Regions from separate parts of the Mus musculus genome. Here regions 2 and 3 are each linked to region 1. A link is a contact called in public targeted proximity ligation data. All regions are on one chromosome and are shown on one strand. The core of a region is the stretch at or near the end of the contact, and the rest is flanking DNA. Distances in the headings are between cores, read along the strand shown. Region 1 holds the start of Plgrkt (plasminogen receptor, C-terminal lysine transmembrane protein). Region 2 overlaps Rcl1 (RNA terminal phosphate cyclase-like 1). Region 3 has its middle 35 kb from the start of Gm41829.

Region 1 (2,634 bases), core at 75-2,574:
CCTTGTCAGGCTGCTCAACATCCTTTAGTTTTCTTTTGCATGTCGGAGCAGACGGTTGAATTTTTACATCTGCTGCAAGCATCTTCAAACATCTTCAAAGAAACCGACTGTTTTCTAGTACACACACACACACACACACACTCTCCCCTCAGTCCCTTGGCCTAAGGGGGTTAGCTCTCCATCCCTTGAAGTGGTCGGACAATCTTTCAGTCAATCGTCTAGAGAAGAGAAGAGAAACACTTTGAAAAGCTAGCTAGGATTTAGGCTTACCTCCTTCTGGGCCTTGCTCTCTTGGACTTGGACTTTGGATGTGTCGGGGGAAATCTCAGGTACACGGTTAAATATAGAAGGCAAACAGGAGTGTCCCTCTGGAGATCTCACCTGCCAATGAGCATGCCACACCCTGTAACTTCACCCTTGAACAGTGTTTCCAACCTCTTCTGACCATACCTAACAAAGCCATGTTGCACTCTTTCCTTAGGATGTCCCAAATACCTCCAAATGTCTCTCTCCCAGAGACACGATATTATCAGCGATAAGTAAGCGTGGCCCCAAACTGACTTATTACAGGCAACACAGACAACCACCATGTCCTATAGGATGGAGGATACAGATGTGAGTCCAGGCTGCTCCTGGATTTTTGTTTGTTTGTTTGTTTTGGGTTGAGGATGGGGAGGCAGGCGTGTCTCCTGTTCCAAGAGGCCATGATTCAAATTACTCTGGAAAGGCGTGTTGGGAAGGGTGTCCTGATTGTACAGATCCCAGACAGACTTTCCCTGGTCATCCTTGGAACCTGGATTCCATTTAGAAGGAAAGAAATTCTACACGATTTCTGTCATCCAGATTTCTTCCCTGATTTAGTACCAGAATTTTTGGCTAGTCACAACATCACTATCATTCTCAATAACTCTTCCAAACCAAGTCCCCTAGCAGGAAGCACATAACCTCTGGGGGTGTTTTGTTTTGTTTCCACTCTCGCTCTGTTGAGCCAGTTTAGCGTCATATAGGTATTTCCCTAAAGGAATTCCATTTTCCTGTCCATTGCACTCTGCAGTCTTGTCCCAACTTGGTGACAATGGTACAGAGAGATCACACTCACAGAACTGGGTTGGCAATACCTGTCAGCCTCGGAGGCATCAGCAAGAACCCAGAGCCCTGGCCTTCCCTGCCCAGCCAGAGCTGCAGCTGTGCGGGACCGTGCGACGGAGCCGACCCCTCCCTCCCAGGTGTCTGTGACCCGAAACACTCACGCGACACGGTGCGGGGACGGTGACCGCAGCAGAGGCCTCTAGCCAGAGCTCCAGAGCGATCAGCGCAGGGACAGTACCTTGCTTCGGCAGAGCCCCAGGATTGGTTGGCTATGACAGTGGATCACGAGCTTCAACCAATCAGCGTGGCCTTTGGCTCCCTTAAGCGCTCGGGTGCCCGCGGAGGCCTGGGGTGTTCTTCCGGTGCAGGCGCCTGGAGCCGGGAGGTGGGCGGGGCGGGACAGAACCGCAAATTCCAACCTGCATGGTCTTGTAAGGTGCGTGATTTTGAGGGAAGGCCCAAGGAAGCAGCGTGGAAATGTTTCAAGTCCTCGGAGTCCGGTGCCTCAAAAACAAAACAAAAACAACAACAAAACCCATCACCAAATCTCGCTTAAAGGTAACCAGGGAACAAAAGCAGACAGTGACCAGAATTTCCGTATTTCCCTATGCGTTTTCCATATTTCGTACTCCTACCAGAATTGTCTGTCTATAGTACAACTCCGAACTTCACTAGGAAACACTGGACCCATTAGCACTTACTATGTAACCGGTTGGGGAAATAGTATGTGAATCACAACCTTTAGGAAGGGCTCTGCATTAGCATGTGTTGGCTCCACACCTTAGAGAAGGCAATCTAGCCTCTTCCAGGCATATCTAGCCTCGCAGGCTTGTATAGATGTTTTTAGTTCCAGTGTTCCTTATTCTGACTTTTAGATCCCTCATTCCAAACATTACTTGGATGGGAAAATTGCAACAGAATCTTTATTTAGTTCTATTTGTGGGAGGAGATGGGTGTTGCTAGGAGTAAATGCTTTTGGAGAGAAACAAGTAGCCCATCCCTAAGGTAGGAAGTAGTGTCTATACGTGCAGACTAAACTTGTCTCCGTTCTGTTCCCAGCTCTGTAACCTGTACGAGGAACAGAGGTCGTTGTACCTTCAGATAAACACTGTGGGAACCAAGAATGTTAAACACACAGGGTTGTAGCTTCAAAGAGAAAGATTTAGAATGTGTTTTCCGCCCAGAAGACTGGGAGCAGAAGTGGTTAACATTTGCACTGTGTGTGCGAGACCTCACCAGATCCTTCCCTCATCATGAGCTGTTTTTCTCAGTCAATCTATAGAACCTATCTTTATGGATAATGTCACATGCAGTCACCCTAGAGACCCCATCTTAATCTATGTTCTACCTTTTCAAAGACTTACATATTCTAGATAGTTCGTATAAATGAAACGGACTTCTTTTGTTTTTGTTATTTTTTTTTTGTTGTTGTTGTTGATGCTGTTGTTGTTTGAGACAGGGTTTCTCTGTGTAGCCCTGGCTGTCCTGGAACTCACTCTGTAGACCAGGCTGGCCTCGAACTCAGAAATTTGCCTGCCTCTGTCT
Region 2 (2,634 bases), core at 60-2,559, 230 kb before region 1:
GGGCTGAGCGTGTTCAGCCTCTTCTCCCAGCATGTGCTCATTTGTAAATGAAGACAAGACTGAGCTAACGTTGATGTTATTTGCATGCTCGGATACCTGGAAGCCTGTTGACATCATATTCTGTGATTGTTAGGTACTGTGAGAGTCTTTGTAAAGTGCAGAGAGGGAGGAAGCAAGGGCATGCAAACTTCCTCTCGCCTTGGTTCTTCTTAGTGTTCCTCGGAGTCTACTCCTCTAATGAAGAACACATCTGTCTTCGCTGTGTGCCCCGTGTGTGCCTTTGCTTACTGGGTGTCCGCCCTTGCATCTCTAGGTCTCCAGGCTTTGGGCTGTCGCTGGTTGCAGAGACTACCAACGGTACCTTCCTGAGTGCGGAACTGGCCTCCAATCCCCAGGGCCAGGGAGCAGCAGTGCTTCCCGAGGACCTCGGCAGGAACTGTGCAAAGCTGCTACTTGAAGAGATCTACAGGGTATGTCCCCTGGCTCTGCAGGCGCAGAGAAAGGAACAGTCAGGAAAAGACGATCGGATGTCTTTCCTTCTGTACTCCTTTCTGGGCACTTGAGCTAAAGAGCTCGCCTGTGTTCGAGTATCAAGCAGTTTAGAATTAACTAGTTGAATGGGTTCATTGAACTAGTCCATGAACAAGTCTGCTCTACTGGGACACAGAAGATATAGCTTTTCATGGGGACGGAGGAGAGGAGGGAGTGAGGGTTCAAAATAAAGCAACCAGGGAAGGCTAAGATGATGGCTGGCGCACTGGCCTGACCAAAAGGAGTGTCCCCCACTTCTACCACCACCCCTCTTTCATCTGCCTCTGTCTGTCTCTGTCCCTCCCTCCCTCCCTCTCTCTCACTCTCTCTCTCTCACACACACACATACACACACACACACACACACACACACACACACACCTCTCCCCATCTGTTTTGATTTTTCTGTGTGTTTGCCTGCATGAATATATGTGCACCACATACATACTTGGTGCCTGGGAAGGCCAGAAGAGGTTGTCAGATCCCCTGCAGTACGTGGCTACGAGCCAGTCTGTGAGTGCTGTGGTGAATCTGAGTGCTCTTCGTGAGCAGCAAGTGGGCTTAACTCCAAGCCATTTCTTTAGTCCCAGGACTACAGCCTCTCAGCTGCCCCAGCTGCTGCTCTGTGGAGATAGGGACTCACCTTCAGATTTATCAAGGTAGAAATCTGGATTTGTGTGTGGATAGAGTTGTGCCGTTTATTCTAGGGCATTGAAGACTGTTTGGGGAAGGCCAGACTGTCACAGCGTGGTGGAGGCTCTGGGAAGTGTGAGAACTTGGCATTGTTAAAGATAGACTTTAGCCAGTTACTACGTGTGTCTGTGGTTGTGTGGGTAGGATGCAGGTCAGGCAGGTGACCTGACTTCTTCATGGCTACAAACTGTTGATCACATGTGCAGCAGGCACAAAAGTGAGCACACACTTGACTTTCCCACGGCTGAGGTGTCTGACAGGAAGGAGGAGATCGTGAGGGAAGAGAAGATGCTGGCAAGAGGAAAGTGTGTTCCTAAGCGAGCCCATTATGGATACAGTTCCTGCACAGTTGAAGACTGCTTACAATTGTAGTCTGCTCCCCTGTCCAAGCTGATCCAAGCCGGCCTTGAACCCTGCGCACTAGTCATGTGATGAACGTCATCATTCTACCTAATTAAAGATAGGAGCCCCTCCTGATACAGCTGAAGAGCAAGGCGTAGCCATTGTGCTTGCTGCTAGGAGCAGTGGAGCCAGGGAGTGAGACCTCCTTTAGGACACGGCCTGTCAGTAATCTTGTGTAGCCCAGGTCTGGTGCAGGGTTTTTGGTGCCACATCAGTTTATTTTTAATGACAGATCTAGCGCTGGTTTTGAGAGATAGGTGGTAGTTAGACGTCTGTGGGTAGAAGGATAAAGCCATTGATTCACCAGTTACTTAATTCATAGAGTTTTATAACATTTCCCATCTCTGTGTTGTCAGGTAGAAGGGTACAGTGGTAACTGTCTGCCTCTGAGATTCTCGTTGGCTTGTGTAGGTCTCCACCTGACCTTGTGGGCTGCTGTGTCCTCTCTCCAACTATGGGGACACTTACGTCCCTTTCTAGGAGACCATGGGAGAACGGCAGACACCATGACCCAGAGGAGTTCAGCAGGAGCCCATGGGCACAGCTGGCATTTGGGTTTCCCACCAGTCACGGGAGGAAAACCTGTGTTAGATTAATTGAGGTCTTTTAAAAACTATTATTGTTCCTCAAGCAAGTTTGCTTTGTTTTAGTCATTAAGAAAACTTCCTGTTAGTGTCTAGTCCTTAATTACTAAAAGGCTGAAACACTTCATGCTATTTTGACTAATTCTCTGTAGGTCTGTGGTGTGACATGGAAGCATAAGACCCTCATATATATATATAGAGAGAGAGAGAGTGAGTCTCTGACCCAGTTCCTTCTGCTCAGGGGTTTCCGTGTACCAGTTTCTGCTCATGGGTTACCATGTACCAGGGGTTCTGTCCTGCTGTCTTTCCACCTCTCCTCACCTCACACTCGAGTGGGAGCCGCTCTTGTCTTCAGCGGGAGATTCTTTGCACATCCTCTTCAACCTCCCTCTCATTTCCTTCCATACCTGGACTCAGTCTCCTT
Region 3 (2,634 bases), core at 96-2,595, 150 kb before region 1:
TTTGGCCTGTGGGAGGAAGGGAGCTTGGCCGAGCTGAGTGCACTCTGTAATTGGGCTCTGCTGTGTTTGCTGAGAATTTTCTGGCAGCTCAGAAGAGCGAGATTTGAGTTCATTCCCCTCAAGCAATCCAGTATGTCACTTCTAACTTCTCTTATCCACTTCTCCAACTCAGCACTGACAAGGCCTTGAGCAGAGAGTCCTTCAGTCTCTCTGTAGATGGTATTGACTCTGCAGCCCTGCTGACATGCATTTCAGTAACTAAGTCACTGCTGCTTCCCGCGCCCCACCCCCCCTAAATTCGCTCCCCCAATTACTAATGAATTCTTGAAGTTAAGGAAAATTTAATCTCTGCCTGGCTTAATTATTATGGATTTATTCATTTAAAATTTTTCCTCTCACTTGTTTATTTTCATGATACTGAGAGTAGAGATTCTGGGACTTTGTATCATCTTTCCCCAGAAGTCTCTTTTCATCTGCGAAGACAGGAGGGAAGGGTCAGTGAGGTGGCTCAGCAGGTAAAGGTACTTGCCTTGAGACCGGAATTCCATCCCCTGATTCCTGTGTAAAGGTGGATGGAGAGAATTGACCCTCCAACGATGTCCTCTGACTGTCACATGCATGGTAAGGCATGCTCATCTCCCTGACACCTCTCTCTCTCTCTCTCTCTCTCTCACACACACACACACACACACACACACACACCATCATCATCATCATCACCATCACCATCATCATCACCGTCACCGTCACCAAACTTAAGAATAGATGTAAAACCTCTAATTAACAGGAGTAATATTTCCTGAGACCTCCTGAAGTACACTCCATTTCCACATCACTTTGAACCTAGACTTTCAAGAGCGGCTCCTGGGAGAGAACTCTGTCCACTTTTGTGATTGCAAGGAAGTTATTGTCAGATCAGCAGTATATTCTGAACGTTGGCAAACCTTTCTGTCACAGGCCACTGGGTACATATTTTAGACTTTGAGATCAATAGTTTCTGTTGTAACGATGTCACTCTGTTGTTGTATGAAAGTATTTATAGACAACAAGTACATGAAGGGGTATAGCGGTGTACCAATAAAACTTTATTTATAAACATTTCAGTCTCACAGAATTCTCACACCTCACAAGTTATGCCCCTACCTGCCACTTACCTCTGCCCTTATTGTGCTGCTTAGACTTGAACCTATGAACCTAGGTGCCTTGCTCATGCTAGGCAAACTCTCTACCACAGAAATGTGTCCCCGGCCCTTGACTTTTTCAACCATTTAGAATACACAGAAGTTGCCTTGTGAATAACACAGAAACAGGAAGTGAGATGCCGTTTGCTGACGCCTGTCGTAATCATACATCAGCAGCACGAAGAGCTCAAGTCCTCAGAATCCTTTTGAACCTTCTCTAAGAGAAACAAGTTAAGGAACTATAAAAGAACACGCTGTCTGTGTACTTTCCCCTTAATTTCAGGTTTTATCTGTAGGTCAAGTCAAACTCCCGAGTGACTCTTAGAGAGAGCCACTGAAGTCAAGGCAGCTCTGAACACAGCCTCCCTCACGGAATTAATTTTTAAAATTATACTTTCTACTTTTCTCTCGACGGCCACTACATAATTAGGTAATTTCATTTCGGTTTTGTCGCATGTAAAAAAACAGTTGTGGTTGCAAAGATTTTCCAGGAGGTAGAGATGACTCGACACTGGCTGCTCTTGTTGGGGATCCAAGTTCAATTCTCAGCACCCACAGGCAGCTTACAACCCTTCTGTAACTCCAGTTCCAGGGGGAATCTCATGCCCTCTTCTGGCCTCTGCAGACACTGCATGTCCACAGATGTCCATGCGGGACGAAACGCCCATAACATGACCTAAAAATTTCTAAAAATCTTTAGAGCAAGAAAACAGTCTGTAACAAACTGCCTTGTTCTTCCATGAGGGGACCTGTAGGGACTGCGCTTCAGAAGTCACTTCTGAGGAGAACCTCGGGTTCCCCAGTTCTTCTAGGCATCATCAAAGACCTTTTCTCTCTGCCTGTTTACATTGGCTTCTGGAAATCTTAAATTCTATCTTCCTCTCTACCGCATTGACGCTCACCCGGCATCAGAATATAGCACAACTCCAGGGGTTCCTGGGTAGCAGTTAGATTTCCCCCTCTAAATGCAGACATTCAGATGGGAAAATTCATCACTATGAACATGAGGGCTTTTTTTTTTTTTTTTAAATCTGAACGCAGATGTGCTTTAAGATACTCCCTGACCCTGTACTGTAGCCTGGTGTCTTGAGAAGCCAGGTTTTTGTCTGTTTGTCTGTTTGTCTGTCTGTTTTGTTTCAGAAGAGAGGTTTCCCCATGCCTTTAGTCCCAGCACAGAAATGATGGTGGCATATTCTCCCAAGACAAGATGGCGAAAGTCACTTTCTCTGGCGAAGTGAATGTCTGAAGTGTCTTTCCATAAACTTGGCTTAAAAGACTTTCCATGTTCAGTTACCTGCACACCAAGGTTAAAGCAAGCAAACTTAGCAGATCATCACTCAGCCTCTTGGTGCCAAATCCAAATGACAGCATACCCGTGACTTAGCCTAGAAGCTGAGCAATTGCACACGCACATGTACACACACACACACACACACACACACACACACACACA

What was found.
Region 2: a targeted proximity ligation map of hepatocytes shows a contact between it and region 1, with 5 times the contacts expected there. A contact is called at or near these places in 10 of 39 promoter capture datasets (the 3T3-L1 cell line, the C10 cell line, cranial neural crest and 6 more), 48 of 484 Hi-C or Micro-C datasets (the C2C12 cell line, the G1E-ER4 cell line, the N1E-115 cell line and 26 more), 12 of 130 datasets of targeted methods (astrocytes, bone marrow-derived dendritic cells, double positive thymocytes and 7 more) and 4 of 9 other capture datasets (adipose tissue, embryonic stem cells, liver and 1 more).
Region 3: a targeted proximity ligation map of bone marrow-derived dendritic cells shows a contact between it and region 1, with 3 times the contacts expected there. A contact is called at or near these places in 16 of 484 Hi-C or Micro-C datasets (the AML12 cell line, CD4 T cells, the G1E-ER4 cell line and 3 more), 7 of 130 datasets of targeted methods (CD8 T cells, bone marrow-derived dendritic cells, bone marrow-derived macrophages and 3 more) and 3 of 9 other capture datasets (adipose tissue, liver and pancreatic islet).

The regions. Positions count from the first base shown.
Region 1 is chr19:29,360,547-29,363,180 of GRCm38.p6, forward strand. Plgrkt (plasminogen receptor, C-terminal lysine transmembrane protein) reads right to left here and starts at 1,325. Exons shown (of 6, transcript NM_026362.2): 1 at 1,251-1,325; 2 at 271-381. It also overlaps a transcript of Cd274 not described here.
Region 2 is chr19:29,130,337-29,132,970 of GRCm38.p6, forward strand. It overlaps Rcl1 (RNA terminal phosphate cyclase-like 1), which reads left to right. Exons shown (of 9, transcript NM_021525.2): 7 at 314-470. Among named protein-coding and RNA genes, the nearest start is that of Mir101b, 3.6 kb to the right of the region's middle.
Region 3 is chr19:29,208,781-29,211,414 of GRCm38.p6, forward strand. No RefSeq gene overlaps it. Among named protein-coding and RNA genes, the nearest start is that of Gm41829, 35 kb to the right of the region's middle.